2 separate regions of the Oryzias latipes genome follow, and region 1 is linked to region 2. A link is a contact called in public Hi-C data. All regions are on one chromosome and are shown on one strand. Each heading gives the region's core, a stretch centred on a gene start, on an enhancer-like site or on the middle of the called end of the contact. The rest is flanking DNA. Distances are from core to core; before and after follow the strand shown.

The links. A called contact is a pair of places that touch in the nucleus more often than the background predicts.
Region 1: a contact with region 2 is called in a Hi-C map of embryo, with 1.7 times the contacts expected there. The contact joins the promoter of gas1 here to the enhancer-like site in region 2. A contact is called at or near these places in 2 of 5 Hi-C or Micro-C datasets (both in embryo).

What each region holds. Positions count from the first base shown.
Region 1 is chr9:4,975,565-4,979,990 of ASM223467v1, reverse strand. It overlaps gas1 (growth arrest-specific protein 1), which reads right to left and starts at 1,937. Exons shown (of 1, transcript XM_020711413.2): 1 at 1-1,937. The coding sequence starts at 1,384. The coding sequence ends at 611.
Region 2 is chr9:4,900,240-4,904,458 of ASM223467v1, reverse strand. It overlaps LOC101161490. Among protein-coding and RNA genes, the nearest start is that of ccdc84, 5.7 kb to the right of the region's middle. Within about 2 kb of position 2,513, at least 2 of the 8 cell types and tissues checked have an H3K27ac peak or open chromatin away from gene starts, as enhancers often do. A contact at or near this core is called in embryo, where this site is marked.

The DNA.
Region 1 (4,426 bases), core at 688-3,187, 76 kb before region 2:
TTTTCTGTGAATAAATCCTTTCATAGCCTAAAACATAAAGAATTCTCTGGAAAAAAAATCTATATTTGGCTATAAACATATATACAGTGAATATACACTCTCTTAGTTAAAATAACTTCCCTTTAAAGCTGGAACTGTATTTCTTTTACACATATTGGACATTTGGATGAAACCTGGAGACATGTAATAAATTACTGTTTCACTTAAACTCCTAATCTATGTACAAGTGTCCAACGACGTTAAATACTAAATCAGATTTCCTGGTGCGTAATGGCAACCGGCTGTCATACAAAAATAGTTCATGTTTATTAAAAAAAAAAAAGACATGCAGTGCATGGCTGATTCTTGTGAATAAACTTTGAATTTTCTTTACCCAAACAAGTCTGTTCTGTCAGTCTGACAGAATCCTGGCGAGCCTTTTTATTTTTTTACAAGAAGTGATCTGAGAAAAGTCGTTTGAGGTCGTTTTTTTTTTTTTTTTTTTTTTTTTGCATAGAAATATCCCGATTTCATGGGAAAATCGCTGCAAAACAGACTTTCACCTGCATCTGCGAGGATGCAACTTTTATCTATGGTTGCAGGGACTAGAGTCTGTCGTGGGGCAGAGGGGTTAGAAGAGGGGCAGCAGAGCAAAGATGGATGCGAGCAGAGCCAAGGCGCAGCGGCCCCCAGGGAGAGACGCTCCGCCGGTGCTTTGCCCGGGGGAGGGGGGGTCCACGGGCTCCTCGTAGTCCTCGTCGTCATCGTAACCGCCGCTGGCTTCGTAGCTGTCGGGACTGTCGAAGCAGAGCGCCTTCATGCTGCTCTTCACGTACTCGCAGATGGGCCTCTCCGTGCCGTCGCACGCGCACGTCTCCAGCTGCTGGCCCTTGGGGATTCTGCGCAGGTTGGCGATCACGTTCCTGCAGCCGTTGGTGCAGGTCGCGCCGCTGAAAAGTTTCCCACAGTGGTGCAAATAGTCGTGCATGGCGGAGCTGCACTGCGGGTCCCTCTCGCACTGGTGCCGGGCCTCCGTGCAGCCCGTGCTGGTAGTCCTGGGGAGGCAGGGCTCGATGGCCCGTTTGGTGAGCATGCACATGGGGTCCTGGTCGCAGCTGCAGTCCTCCAAAGCCGGGCCATTTTTGGTCATGTTGAGCTGGACCAGGGAGTAGATGCAGTGGCTGGGACACTTCTTCTTCTCCCCGTTCAGCACGGGCCCGCACGCGCGGTTGTAGTGGTCAAACGCGTAATTGCACTCGGACTCGGCTTGACACCTCATGATGGCTTGCCAGCAAACCAGCCGTCGGCCGTGGGGCGGCGCGGCCACGGAGAAGTAGCCAAAAAACAACAGCGCGCAACCCAGAGGCAACGCAGACCTGCAGGCGGCGCGGACGAAGGCGCCCATCGTTGTGGCTGCGGGAGACAGGCGGGACTCACGGCGGGCTCATGAGGAAAACTTCCATAAGAGTCCAGAGGAGAAGTTGTCGCGTATCCCGAGACGTTGGCCCGTATGCGGGCTTTAAGATGGTCTGCACAGTGCTGGGTAATCCCGGTTCTTACAACCAGTCCAGTCCAGCCAGTTCTGGCGTGAAATGATCCGTTATCCGTACATGGTTCAGGAGAAATCGGGGAAAAAAACTCACTGAAACTCAGACGCGCAAAACCCAGAAGAGGATAGATCTGCTGCGCCTCATTCCATCGGACACGTTCTGAAGTGAAAAACCAGAAAAAGTGCTTCCAAAAGAGTCCCGGTTGCGCTCTCAGCCTCAGCGGTTCTCCGTCAGCAATCCACCCCAACACCGTCTGCTGGAGCGCGCCGGGTCCTCAAGTAGTACTTGTGCGCACGGGAGTGGAAACAAGTCGTGCGTGGGAAAAACAACAACAACCCTTGCGAATGGAAAAGTGATCCTCTACTCTCCAGCGTTTGCCTTTCGGTTCCTCAGCCCCCTCACCATGCATTAGTGAGGGGCTTCTCATTGGCTGGAAACTTTGTTGAGGGCTCGTACGCACCGATGGGCGGGAGTTTAGGCAGGGAGGAGGAGAGGAGGACACCCTCTTAAGAAAGATTATGAGCAGAGTAGATTTACAGGAGAGAACATCACTCCTAATTATGGGAGTAATTCAGAAAGTTACACATGCTCACTGGAGCGACTGGATTCCACTGCGCACCAGGAGGACATGTGATGGACGGGTTCAGGTTCCACAAGCCCCTTTTGTTTTGTTGTAACCAGATATTGAGCTCTAAAGGAAAAGCAAAATGATTAATCACAGAGTTCATCATGTTTTTAATAAAAGCAAAGATTTAGATCAATAAAGAGAATAGTTTTAGCTAAACAAGTTTACTCCAACGCCAACATTTAGTAATTCTTACTGGCTTTTAGAATAAAAAAATGTGAAATTCAGACTGGAAAAGTCTGTTGGCCTGGATCAAGCCCGCCTAAGTTGATCCAGATCAAGTCCTGAACCTTTTGTTTGGTCTGCATTCAGACTGTCTTCAACCTGACAGTTCTGTTTCCAAACAAAGCTTGCCATCAAAACCACGTGACCAAAGATCTCTTCTGTCATTGGCCAGGAATTACAAGGGCGGGGCAAGTTCTGCGCTTTGCATTCCTTGCTGAGATAATTCACTGATTCAAATTTTATATTTCGCTGACAAATTTTCAATGCTTGTTTCATCGTCAGGTACAACACTTTTTACTTTGGTACATCAGAGGCATGCTGCAAGCCAGTTACGGAGATAACGACGAAGAAGGTACACTCATAAGTGTTTATGTAAGTAAGTAAATCTTTATTTATGTAGCACTTTTCTCAGAGAGCGACTCACAAAGTGCTTCACTATGTTAAAACAATATAAAGTCAGTGAAACAGTTTGAAAAGCAATGTGTATCACGTTAAAAGTTGATTTAATGAGCCTCCGAGCGAACCAGCGCTCAGTCCGATTGGAAACGAACCAAAACTGCCTCAAAAGATAGTTACTGGTCCTGGACCAGGATCCACTTGGGTGGATGCAGACTGAATATTTGTTCAGGATTATTAAGGGACACAAACTCTGGTTCTCTTTAACCAAATGTGTCCAGTCTGAATAAACACTAAGATTTTCTCATTTTCCACTCTTGGCTGCCATTGTCCTTTAGTTTTTTAGTTTTTTTTTTAGTTTTTGAACGGACTCTAGAATGGTCAAAATTCAATAAAAATGCCATCAAAAGGGGGTTTCCTCTAAATTCACTTTCCCAGTTCCACCATCACTTTTGCTCTGAAGGTTTTAGCATTGATATTCCAATCATAACGTTGTCAGACCTCTTAGTGCATCACATACCTTTATCTTCTGAGCCCTTAAATTACTTTCTCTGCTCGTCAGATAAACAGTTTGTCATATTTTAAACCTGATGGTGAGTTTTTCAGGCTGTAGCTCCAAGACTCTGCATCTACCGTATTTTCCGGACTATAAGTCGCCCTTTTTTTCATAGTTTGGCAAGGGGTGCGACTTATACTCCGCAGCGACTTATATTAGAAATAAATTGAAATAAATACATTGTTAACCCTCCTGTTATGTTCATTTGTGAGGAACAGAAATGATGTTCCTGGGTCAATTTGATGTATGAGGTATGTTAAGTGACTCAGAGAATAAGCAAAGGCTGAAGGCTTGAAGGCTAACAACATAATATTCTATTTTCCAATGATTTCATAGATTCAGAAATACAATAAAAGTGAAAACTGTTTCTACAAATACAGGATGAAAACAGAGTATTAGTTGGCCAATGATGCTTCATGAAAAGAATAAATAAGTAAGTTTGAGAAAAAATTACTGTGAAATTATTAGATAAACTGTCTGCTATGATTGTGTCATATAAGGTTGTGAAAGTTAAAATGCGACTTATAGTCCAGTGCGACTTATCTGTGTTTTTTTCTACTTTATAATGCATTTTTGGGCTGGTGCGACTTATACTCCGGTGCGACTTATAGTCCGGAAAATACGGTATATGCTATGTTTGTTTGTTCTTTGTGAAAACCTTTGGCTTTTTATCAGACATTTAAACCACAGCTTATATGTAAAGAATACTTGATAAACACAGTTTAAGAAAAACGCAAAATAATTTTTTTAAAAAGGAGTCACTCTGTAATGTCAATCAGCTCTCAGTCCATTGAATTGAATATTAAAAAGTCACTTCAGCAATACACTTTTTTTTTTAAGAGATCAAGAAACACAAACTTCCCTCAGACCTCAGAACCTCACAGAACAGCTTTTTTTTGGACCAAACAGAGACATTTAGCTCCAGATCAAAAGTTTCTTTATTTCACAACAGGCTGGTTTGGAGCCAATCACACGTCTTTCTTGGCCACTTTAATAAAGGAAACCACTGTCATTTAAATCTGTATTGCCCTCACGTTATTGCTTTTTTCATTAAGATTTATTGGATTTGGAAAAAAAAGCTAATCCAAAAAACCA
Region 2 (4,219 bases), core at 1,264-3,763:
CCACAGCTCGGTTCTGGCGCTGCTGTGGGGTTGTTTGATGGTCTGTCGGCAGACTGTGAGGAGTCAGGTGCTGTGTCTCCATGTGGTCCCATCTTCTCCCCGCGCCTCTGGTGTCGTCTCGTTTCCATGGCTCTACTCTGTGCCGTTTTTGCCTCTCTGAGCCGCCTCCTTGCTGCTGGATCAGAACGAGCGTTGGTTTTATTCGGTGAACATTCCCTTTTCTTTGGCGATGTGGCAGTGTTTTGGTCAGCTTTTGGACTCTTCTCCGTAGGCGTGGCGGACGCTCCGTGCTCATCAGTGCTCTTCTCTGGTCTTCCATGTTCGTTTTCCTCAGTCGGTATAAAACCTGTTGCTTCGTCTGGTTGTGAAGTTTGCTCTACATTTTCAGGTGAGGTCTGCTTCGCATCTTTCAGTGATTCCTTGATATTTTCTGGACTTCCATTCTGACGTTCATCAGGTCCTGCTGACGCTTCACTTCCTTTGATTGTTTGATCCTCATCAGCCCCCGTTGAGACAGAACCTTCATCCCGGCGGCTCTGCGCCCCGTCCGGGGTCTCAGCGTGGCCTCTACCTGTCTCCTCTTCAAAGCTGGATGGTGTTGGTGCCGGTTCTGTGTTTGTTTCCTCCTGCTGCGTGATCTCATCGCTGTCATTAGGTGATACGTTTGTACAGCTCTGATCCAAAGATAGCGTTATGTCTTCTTGGTTTATCTTCTTCTCTAGCGTTTGCTCAGTACTTGCAGCCGACAGTGAGCTCACATCCGGCATCTCCTCATCTGGATTGGCCTCCACGTCTCCAGTTGCTGTTTCACATCCATCGGTAAAGGCTGTGCGGTCCTCGTTCTCAGATCTATCATTGGTTTTGGAAAGTCCTTCCAGATCATCCTCTGCTGTTGACCTTGCAGAACTCTCCCTGTCTGCTTGAGGTTCTGCATCTTTTTCTGAGCTGATGGACGGAAATTCTCCAGGTTCTATAGTCTCTGATTGGTTTGACTCCGAGGGCCGGTGCTGATCTTCTGAGACATCAGGAGCGGGTGTTGGAGTTGAGCTGGAGGGCTGCGTTTGCCTTGATGGCTCCTGACTGATGCAGATTTCTTCATGTTCATCTTTGATCTGGGTGATTTGTGATGAAAGTCTGGAGTCTTCCTCTGGAGAACCGAGGTTCTGTTGGTTCTGGACCACCTTACCCTCCTTACTGGGGAGATCTTTCTCTACGGGGAAAGAGAAAAGGGTGAGAACGTGGAATAAGGATGTTTGATATTTGTTTTGGTGTTTAATGGGCAAGAGAAATTGAATCAAATCTCAGGAGTTGATGTCCGCTTCATCCTCAATGGGTGCATGACCAACAAACACAACATATGTCTATAATTTATGTATAGAAACTTTATCTCATCAGTTACTGATGCGGTCCGACAAACAATTAAGAAACTAAAAATAAGTGTAAAGAAATGTATTTTTTTTATTAGTTAAGCCTTTTTTGTGGGATTCTTAAAAATACAATCTAGTAAAGTGAAAGGTTATTTGACAGATAATGTGAATTTGATCTTTCTGTTCATTTCTTTCTCCCAAAAAAGAGGCTAAAAGAAAACATTATGTTCATAAAACTGTTTTGTTCTTTCTTCGTATAAACAATGTAAAAACTGCAGGATTTATTGGTTGTTCATCACACTTCATGAAAAAAAGAAGAATTATTTTGGGAAACAATGATACTTTGACATAAAGGGCGATTAATACATTGATTTTGAATAAAAGAAAAAGATAAAAAAACATTTTTTAAAACTATTTTTATGGCTTTTGACATGAACCTCTGTGCTGCTGGTGCTTTTTTTATTTGCTCTGTCTTTATTAGTATTCTTGTTTTTATGGCATGTATTTAATATTTTACTACTAAATTGTTTTACCTTTTTCATGTTTATCGATTCTAATGTATTCTAATGTTTGACTGTAGTCATGTTGTGAAAAGTCATGCAGATAAATTACATTCATGTTTGAAAATTCATCATATGGTCCAGATGCAGCTTTTAATTGACTGTAACTTAATCTAGACAGGAGTATGAAAATATCATAATTTATTTATTTTTATTGTATGCACAGTAAAATTAGGATGCTCCCAATTTGTTTAAAAGAATATATGACAGTCAGGATTAGAAATAAATATAAAATATAAAAAGTATAAAACATTATTTGTTGTATGCAGAAATAAAGTATTGAAAAGTCTTAAAGTTCTTTTTTTTTTAAATTGTCTCTACTGTTGACAGTTTAGTTTGTTTGTTTTTAGGAATTGCATGGATCGATTTCCTCATCTGCTCTTCTGATGGTTCTGATCAGCTCTCCCGGAACCACCGAAAAATGTGAAACGGAAGTTCTTCACGCAAACTGTTTGGACATTTTAGCTCAGATCTGGAGGTTGTCGTACCTGACCTGTGAAACTTTGGCTCAGGTGTAAAAACCGTGTCCAACATTCTGCGCTGGCGAGCGATTTCTGCCTCATAATCCTCAATTCTCTTTTCAAAAGCCCCCACTATTTCCCGCGCAGCCGCAGTTAAGCGATCACAGACAAAGTTGCGCATGCTCTGGGCTGGATACATGTTTGAAAAAGTAATTATGTAAAATTAAACTAGAAAGGAAAAAAAAACTTTAAAAAGTGGAAACCTGAACTCACACTACAGCTCAATTTACTTCCTTGTGGCACGAGTCTTCTTCTTGTCTTTTAGTTTGGACGACGTAAATAGTCCGGGTTGTGTTACTGCCCCCGTCTGGACACTCAGGAGTATTGCAGGACAAACAAACTGCCTCATCGTGTCTTAACCAGATTCCCAATTCTACAATTTTAACCCATCAGGCCCAATTCTTTCTTAAATAAAGGGGTAAAACGGATCATAAAATCTTACTTGCCCTCATCGTATTTAACAGAGTTATTTGTTTAAAATTCAGCCTCCTGTTGCAAATGAAAAAAAATATGAATTTCTGTAGCAATATGCACAAAACAGTCCAACTTCCTGTGGTCAAAATACAATTTTGCAAATTCCATACAAGTAATAGTAAAGTTTAAAAAATATTTTTTTTCAAAACAGGCACCTTTATCAGTACCACCATAATGTTTTCGGAAAAAAAAAGGTGGAAAAAGTCATTTCTTAAAAAAAACCATCAAAGTTTATCGTTGGCTTTTATTGAGGCAAAATATTTTCCTTCTGGGTTTTCAGACCTTTTTTTCACTCCATTAACTTGTTTTGATACTTTTGCACGTTCAAACTTTGCAGCCCAGATTCTCAACAACCATTCTACAACATGACCCAGACATAATTGTTGAACTTGTTGAAGCAGTTCTAATAATACGTTTCTAAAAACAGAAAAGGTTATATATTGTGCTTATTAAATACATACTTAAACTCAAACACTTCCAATGAATAATTAACTCTGTTGTCTTCTAAACTGCCCAGTTGATGAACAGTCTGTCGGAGAAAAGGCTCAAAACTCCCCTTTTCCATCTGGCTATTACCGCTACGATTCTTTATTATGCATTTCAAATGTTGATGTTTAATTATAGTAACTCTTTTTTTGTTATGGTGATGTTTTAGGGTTCTTTTTATTTCCTCTGTGGGATTCTCCTTCAGGGTGGCCTGTGCGGTGATCCTGGCTTCCACCCTGAATGGACTTGGCTCTAGAACAGAGACGACCGTGTTGGTCCTTTCTGAGCTCAGCCTTAAGTTGAAGTCATACTTTTAGGGTTCGAGGGGTTGGGAAGCAGAAGGAACGCAAGCTCTGTTTTTAACTTTTATTGTGGAGCGTTGTGTGTGATTCCGTATGAACAGCACAAGATTGTTCTACAACATAAATATATGGAACAGAAGCTGTGACAATACAAGCGCTCTTCTAACTTCACATGGAAAAGACATTTTATCTACAACTTTAGTCAAAGATTTTGGCGCACAGAAACGTCCGTCACGTTATTCAGGTGCATCTTCGAAACAAAAAATGTGACAAATTCAGCAGCCCTCCAGGCCTGGCTTACAGAAAGTGCTAATTTTGTTACGTTCAGTCTGTTTTTTCCAAGGAAAAAACTCTGTTTGGAGGTTGATTTGATCAAGCTCTAATGCTCACCTGTGTGTGTGACTCTAGAGACACAATTTAAGACCCACTCCAATGAAAATTGGGTTCATGTAGCCTTTTTTTCTCATGCTGGAGAACATATTTAAAGAAATTTCCGATAAAAATTGCAT